2 separate regions of the Sus scrofa genome follow, and region 1 is linked to region 2. Evidence: chromatin contacts called from public HiChIP or PLAC-seq data. All regions are on one chromosome and are shown on one strand. Each heading gives the region's core, a stretch centred on a gene start, on an enhancer-like site or on the middle of the called end of the contact. The rest is flanking DNA. Distances are from core to core; before and after follow the strand shown. Region 1 overlaps RGS9 (regulator of G-protein signaling 9). Region 2 has its middle 110 kb from the start of FAM20A.

Evidence for each region. HiChIP or PLAC-seq counts read pairs in DNA pulled down with a chosen protein or histone mark.
Region 1: a contact with region 2 is called in an H3K27ac HiChIP or PLAC-seq map of alveolar macrophages. The contact joins two enhancer-like sites. A contact is called at or near these places in 6 of 47 Hi-C or Micro-C datasets (embryonic fibroblasts, heart right ventricle, mesenteric adipose tissue and 2 more) and 1 of 2 datasets of contacts at active chromatin or transcription factors (alveolar macrophages).

What each region holds. Positions count from the first base shown.
Region 1 is chr12:12,049,601-12,053,348 of Sscrofa11.1, forward strand. All of the region lies in intron 9 of RGS9 (regulator of G-protein signaling 9), which reads left to right. Among named protein-coding and RNA genes, the nearest start is that of RGS9, 36 kb to the left of the region's middle. Within about 2 kb of position 1,486, at least 31 of the 83 cell types and tissues checked have an H3K27ac peak or open chromatin away from gene starts, as enhancers often do. A contact at or near this core is called in alveolar macrophages and retroperitoneal adipose tissue, where this site is marked.
Region 2 is chr12:11,496,428-11,500,132 of Sscrofa11.1, forward strand. No RefSeq gene overlaps it. Among named protein-coding and RNA genes, the nearest start is that of FAM20A, 110 kb to the right of the region's middle. Within about 2 kb of position 2,139, at least 25 of the 83 cell types and tissues checked have an H3K27ac peak or open chromatin away from gene starts, as enhancers often do. A contact at or near this core is called in alveolar macrophages and retroperitoneal adipose tissue, where this site is marked.

The sequences.
Region 1 (3,748 bases), core at 236-2,735, 550 kb after region 2:
TGGTGAGAACAGCGCTGTTTACTCTGGTGGCCGGTGAAAGGTAGAAATATGGCTTAAGCACCGTGCTTGGCAGAGCCCTCAGCCTGGAGCCTTCTGTGAGTGACAGCCCCACTCCCACCAACTGGGCACAAACAGCGTTCTTCCTGTGGCTCCTTTGTGACCAGTCGTGGCTGGAGTTGGGGTGGCGCTCAGAGGGTGGCCTGTGGACAATGCCCCGAGGGTCAGGGCTCGAGGAAGACCCACAGCAGCAGTGTTGTCAGCGTCTCTGTTTCGTAGCTGAGGAGGCAGGTGGAAGGTGTAGGCAGCTCCTCCAGGACACACGTCTCGGGACTGGGAAAGCCAGGTTTGAACCTCAGCTGCAGGTGCCTGAGCCCGCTCCGTACCCCACTTGTGTGTCCTAATGTCCCTGATTCGGCCTCTGGAAACTGTTGGATGTCACTCAGTTCTCACGGCAGCTTGATAAGAGAAGGCATATCGGTTCCATTTAAAATTTTTATTTGTGTATTTATTTATTTATTCATTCATTCATTCCCAGGCTAGGGGTCGACTCGGAGCTGTAGCCACTGGCCTATACCGTAGCTCATGGTAACGCCGGATCCTTAACCCATTGATCAAGGCCAGGGATCGAACCTGCATCCTCATGGATACTAGTCAGGTTCTTAACTCACTGAGCCACAATGGGAACTCCCCAGTTCTGTGTTTCAGGGGACAAAACGGAAACAGAGAGAGGGAGCCGATGGCCCGGGCTGGGCTGGCCAGGGGTCCCTTAGCTTCTCCTTTACACACCTCCCCTCCCAGACCGCGTCCTCGGCTCTTGCACTCCGTGCTCGTGCTCGATTTCCTGGCAGGGGACATGTCCTCACATGCCCAGCAGGCCCCACACATGGCGTTATGTCTTTGTTGTCCTAAAAAAAACCCTGACTACGGCTTTTGGGACCCGCAGCCCTGCATTTTCAAGTTGCCCTGAGCTCTGGAAGCCGTGGGGTCAGTCCCACCTCCACCTGATCAGGAAGGAGGACGTGGCAGGACAGAGACTTACTTTGATGACCACAGCCCGGAATTCTTGTCTCCGTGGACAGCCGCCCCCCCCCCCCCCCCCCCCGCCGCCACACAACCCCCGCTTTTCCTGTCAGCTCTCTGCACTGACCACTCAGCACGCAATTTCCGGGTCTCTGGCTTTTGACCCCCTCTCTGCTCCCAGCCCCAGTTCCTCGTGGTCCTCCCCGCCTTGCCTTTCACCCTGGGGCTGGCCCGGCCCTTGCCTGCGCATCCGCAGAGGTTCCTGGCCACCCGTTCTCAGGGCCCCTCCTTGCTCCTCTCCTGGGCTCCCGCGCTCCTGTCCGTAGTAACCCCTGGGGTCTCACAGGGCACAGCCCTGACCCCCTCGTGCCCTGTAACAATTGCCTGCAGCCTGCATCCGGGGCTCAGGGCTGGCCAGCTGGTCACCACAGAGCTGTGCAAACAAGCGCTGGATGTGTCCCTATTTGGGCAACGCTGCAAGTGAAAAATAATAAGTTAGAATCCCAGGAATGCAGAGTATTTGAAGATCCCTTAGGGAGAGTGCTCCTTCTGCAGCAAAGTGTGTCACTGGGGCGAAGGACAAGGAAGTGACTTTCCTCCAGGAGCGCCAAGCGCTGAGAAAGTTGGGGCTTGTGCGTGAAAGCTAGGGCGAAAGGAAGGTTTCTTTCTCATTTCAGCATTCCTCGAGTTGCTTAGAAATGTGCGTGGGCATGTTTTTAGTAACTTTGCTTTACTGTTTCTTAGGGCTTTTGGCTGAGTAATAAGATTATCAAGAGTCGGTCTGTGAGATCTAACAAATACAATACAGGGTGCCCTGTTAAATTTAAATTTCAGATAACAGGGAATCAATCTTGTTGGTATGAATATGTCCCCAGTGTTGCACAGGCATCCTGTATTTTTTCTTGCAACTGGGCTGAAGCATCTTCTCAGCAGCATATGAACCTTCATCCATAGCCAGGGTGCACTGGGTCCCTGCTCTATGCCAGTCTTTTAGGTCCTGTTATGTCACTCAGTCCCCCCATTTTCTATTTCATTTTACAAGTGAGAAAACACAAGCTCTGAGATACTAAATAACTCATCCAAAGTCCTGTGGCCTATAAGTGACAAAACCACAATTTTGACCTTTCTGACCCCAAAATCAGAAAAAAAAAATACTTTTTTTTTTTTTTGGTCACGCCCAGGGCATATGGAAGATCCCTGGCCAGGCCAGGGATAGAATTCAAGCTGCAGCTGCGACTGTGCCACAGCTTTGGTAACTCCGGATCCTTTAACCCACTGAGCAAGGCCGGGGATTTGAACCTACATCTCTGCAGTGACCCGAGCCCCTGCACTCGGGTTCTTAACCCACTGTACCACAGCAGGAACTCCTCAATACTCTTTCCTAAAACTACCCTGACTCCATCACATTCTCTCTCTGTCTTTCAGAAAAGCCCAGAACCCTCTCCCCCACTGCCCAGATACACATACACGCACACTCCTAAAAGGACAGAGACACCCTGTTTGTCAGTCTATGGGAAGCAGGTCTCATGAACAGCCATTTTTAAAGCTAGAAATAAATGCTAAAATCCATGTGGACAATCCAGGATGCTCTAGGGCAAGCTCCTAGACCCAACCCAATCCGCTGCAGCCTGATTCCCAGAAGGCAGCTGATAATTTTGAAAATCAGAAAACCAACTCAGAGCTCTAGAAAGATAATAAAGTCAAGAAGTGAAATAAAACATAAAACGTAAAAAAAACCTGAAGCCTGAGTTCATGGCCCCAGAAATAAACATCTCAGGTCAAAGTCAGACCACACCAGACAGACCTGCAGTGAGTGTGCGGGCGGCTGGTTTGCAAGGACAGCGCCCCGTGGAGCCCAGAGCAGGTGCGACAGACTGAGAGGCTGTTTGTCCGCTTAGGATCCCCCTAGTTGGAGAGCACTGGTCCACAGGAATTTTCGTCTGGGGGCCTGGGCGCTTGGAAGGAGGGTGTCTATGGAGCCGCCCGCTGGGCACAGGCCCAGGGCAATTGCAGCCTTTGCCCTCAGTAGTGTTTCCCCCGCTGAGCTTTGTGGAGATATTATGGGCATACGGCATAGGCAAGTTCAAGGTGCACAGTGTAGGATCAGATGCTGGCATATATCCCCCAATGATCGCCACTAATACAATTAGCTAACCCTCTCCCCACGTAATTTAAGTTTTGTGGCAACAACAGTTAAGATCTCCTCTTTTTTTTTTTTTTTTTTTGTCTTTCTGTCTTTTGTTGTTGTTGTTGTTGCTATTTCTTGGGCCGCTCCCGCGGCATATGGAGGTTCCCAGGCTAGGGGTCGAATCGGAGCTGTAGCCACTGGCCTACACCAGAGCCACAGCAACGCGGGATCCGAGCCGTGTCTGCAACCTACACCACAGCTCACGGCAACGCCGGATCGTTAACCCACTGAGCAAGGGCAGGGACCGAACCCGCAGCCTCATGGTTCCTAGTCGGATTCGTTAACCACTGCGCCACGACGGGAACTCCAAGATCTCCTCTTGTAACGACTTCCAAGTGTCTGACACAGGGTTGTTAGTGACAGACACCGCGCTGCGCCTTAGATCCCAGGTCGCCTTTCTCTTCTAGCTGGGCGTCTGTTTTACCGTCCTGAGGGCTCATTCAAGAGCGTTTCCTGCGTGTGTGCTTCCTCTTGTGATGGGGGCTCAAACGCCTTTTGTTTTAATGTTAAACTAAATGGCTGGACAGAGGCATTCCATTC
Region 2 (3,705 bases), core at 889-3,388:
TTCCATTGTGTGGGGTTTCCTTTCAATATTTTATGTTTCTGTTTTATCGCCCATAGAAAATATTGTATCTGTTTTTATAGATCCTATAGAAATTCAAACAGAATAAGCCTGGATAAGACAGAATCTGCAAAGTTGGTTTCTCCCACGGTGGGCGGCAGAATCTTGACTCAAATGCTACTATAAGCTTGTATTGAGCTAAGGTTTTTGAGCACATGCTTTGCGCCAGGAACTGGGCTAAGTACCCTACTTATAGTTTCTCATTCAATGATCACAATAACCCTATGAGGTGCTGTAATTATACCCATTTTGTAGATAGGAAAACTGAGTCTTGGGGAAGTAGGCTGCACACAGACAAAAAAGTGTCACAGACAATTAAGACACCCATGGAAGTGCCTTCGCAGTTAAAGGCGCAAATACTGCAATCGACTCTGACCTGCCATGCACGAGTTCTCGCGTGAACTCCTGACGCTCCTCTTTAAGACACTAGTCAGACCCCCGGCCAAGAACCTCTGTTTTAGGATCTTCCTTATGTTGCTTCTCCTTATACTCATTCCCTTGGTAACTTTATCTAGGCTCATTTTAAATTTTTATTTATTTATTTATTTTCTTTTTAGGGCCACGCCTGCGGCATGTGGATGTCTGGAGGCTGGGGGTCCAACAGGAGCGGCTGCTGCCGGCCTTCGCCACAGCCACAGCAACCCCAGATCTGAGCTGCATCTGCACCTACACCGCATCTTGTGGCCATGCTGGACCCTTAACCCACTGAGCGAGACCAGGGATCAAACCCACATTCTCATGAAGATTACGTTGAGTTCTTAACTGGCTGAGCCACAAGGGGAGCTCCGATTTCCTTGCTTATAATGCTTACTCTTGGCCTCCTTCTGCTGTAGCATAAGTTCCATGAGGACAAGGATTTTTATATTTCCTATTCCTTGATAAATCCCCCACACAAGAACAGTATTTAACAGAAGCAGATGCTCAATTAATACGGAATGAATAAATAAATCATCAGAGCTGAGATTCAATCCGGGCTGGTCTTAGCAACTATCACTGTGGCGCCCTCTACAGAGGAGACTCGCACAGTCCCTCTGATGTACGGCTAGACTAGAAACCAACATCCCGAAGCCGACATTCCTCGGTAAGAGCATCCTCCATCCACCGACTGTCTTCGCTTAGACATCACAACCGATTTCTTGACGGTATCATCTGGTTCATATTAGGATAGTATGAGGCAGAGAACAGAAACAGGTAAAGCAAGCAGAGTCAGAGGCTGGGCTGGGGGACAATGTGGAGAGAAGGCAAGAGGCACAACAGGGACAAGTCACCAGCGCAGCCCACCTGGCAAGAAGCCCCAGGAAAGAAAGCTTCAAATCGTTTCACCCTGTTTTCTCCGCTGTGTAGAAACGGCTCAAGGATCTGATCTGTTTTGGGACTTGGGGTTAAATTCAAGTCTCGAGGGAGGACGTCATTAACCAGGAGCCCCAAAATGATGATGGAAATCAAAATGGCGAGTTAGAATTTAAGATTTCTAGCGAGTCCTGAGACTCCCATGGCACTGCTGCTTGTTGCAAACGAGAATCAGGTCTCTCCGTGGGCTCCATTTCAGAACAGCTTTTCAAGTAGAGGCTGCAGTACTCGAATGCAACTTAAGGTGGCGCTCTTGCTCTACTCAAAGGAATCAGGCTTCTCTGCTGCGGGCCACGCCTCACAGGTTTTTTAATTCCAAGAAACTCCAGTGACTCAGCCAAGGGAGGAGGAAGCATAAAATATAGACGAAGGATACTGCCTAATGCCCAGTGTACACAAGCTTGCCATCACCACCACCGACACCGAAAATTACTTTTTAGATGTATCCTTTCTTGGGCATCCCATCTTTTTGGTAGGATTTAGCACACACTAGGCAAATAACCACTGGAGCAGTGCCCTAAAACTGCCAGTGTGTAGGAAAAGCCCTAAGAGGGTACCATATGGGTTGAAGGTACCATTTTGTCTTGTTTCTGCCTGCTCCAGCAGAAAGGCCACCTCTCACGGTTTAGGGTTCCTTTCTTTTCAAGTCTTCAGGGCTGTCTTTTGGGGAGGTGAGCCATGATAGCCCCAGGGCAGGGCCTTGGTGCCAGCTTGCGTGTTTGTACATACAGGGCGTGACTCACACGGATTGCACAGGACTTCAGCTGCCCGCAGTTCTGCGGGAACAGAGTCTGTCTGTGCCTGCTGGGCAAACCCCTCAGTTAATCCTGCTGGTGGCCAAGACCATACCCTGTCATTAGGCCATGTATTTGACCACAGAGCTCAAAACATTTTAACGGCATGGGCTTGCTTAATCCTTGTCATCTTCGCCAAGTCTCTGATGCCCTTACATTTCAGGTTTCTGCTTTGCTTTGCGTATGGGGAAACCAGGCCAGAAACGTTGAGCGACCCTGCAGAGGTCATCCCAGGATTCAGAATTAGAATCATGGACACTTGACCTTTAATCAGAGGTGCTGACTTTCCAAATCTCTGCCTTCTTCCTCCCTACAACCCAATTCCCCCCCCCCCCCCCGCCAACAATCCTTTCCTTGTAGATATGGCATTGGTTTGGTTTATTCTTAGAGCATACACGGTCCCACAAGGACACAAATCCATGTCGGATTCTGTAGTTTTAAGCAGAGGCAACAATGTAGAGTTACTGGTATAACCCAAGAGTATGCAGAATCACCTACTTTTCACACTGGAGCCTGACTGCAGAAATAAACACACCGTCTCCTTCTTAGAGATACACAATTCGGCACGGCAGACTAGGAGCCCTGAGACATCCTGTAGGAAATAAATGGTTTAACTCCTTTAACCACATGTTTTCCAAACTTACTGAAACATACATGACTTTTTCCCGGAGTATCTCTCGATTTGCATCATTGGGGTCATCGTCCTTGGAAGAGCCTTTTGGAAATGCTGAATAATAGTATAATCCCTCTGTGTAGCCTAGGGTTGGGTGTGTAGGCAAAGACCTCCACTCGTGGTCCACCTTGCCATGCTGGGGAATTCCAGAGTTCACAGCATTAGTCTTAGAGTGAGTGGGATTTTTGTGGTCACCCACAGCATCCTGATAGTTGACAAAAGCCAAGTCCCATGGCAGTTTTCCGAGCCTGAGATTATAAAACAGAGAGTAGATTAAAAGCTGCTCTCTTCTTCTTTTTTTTTTTTTTTTTTGGCCATGCCTGCAGCATGTGGAAATTCCCAGGCTAGCCGATCAAATCGGAGCTGCAGCTGCTAGCTTATGCCACAGCCATAGCAACGCAGGATCCCAGCCGCCTCTGTGACCTTGTGGCAACCCCAGATCCTTGACCCACTGAGCGAAGCCTGGGATCGAACCTGGAGCCTCACGGACAATATGTCAAGTTCTTAACCTACTAAACCACGGTAGGAGCATCCGCTCTTTCCTACTTCTGATGGGCCCTTTCCCATCCTTTCCAACTCACACAGGCATCTCCACTCAAGGTCACCTTGAGCCCTGTCAGCTATTCCGCCACTGGCATCAGTGGATACCTCCCCTTCCCGATTGTTTGAAAGTGTCCTTCAGCCACCTTCAGTCCTTTGAAAGACAGCTGGATTACCAAAAAATTTAAAAGAAAGAAAGAAAGAAAAGCTCTATTCTTCAGCTCCCTCCCAACCAAAGCCATAACCCTAGGGCAGTAATGCTTTTTTTCTTTAACGATAAAAGCCCCAACG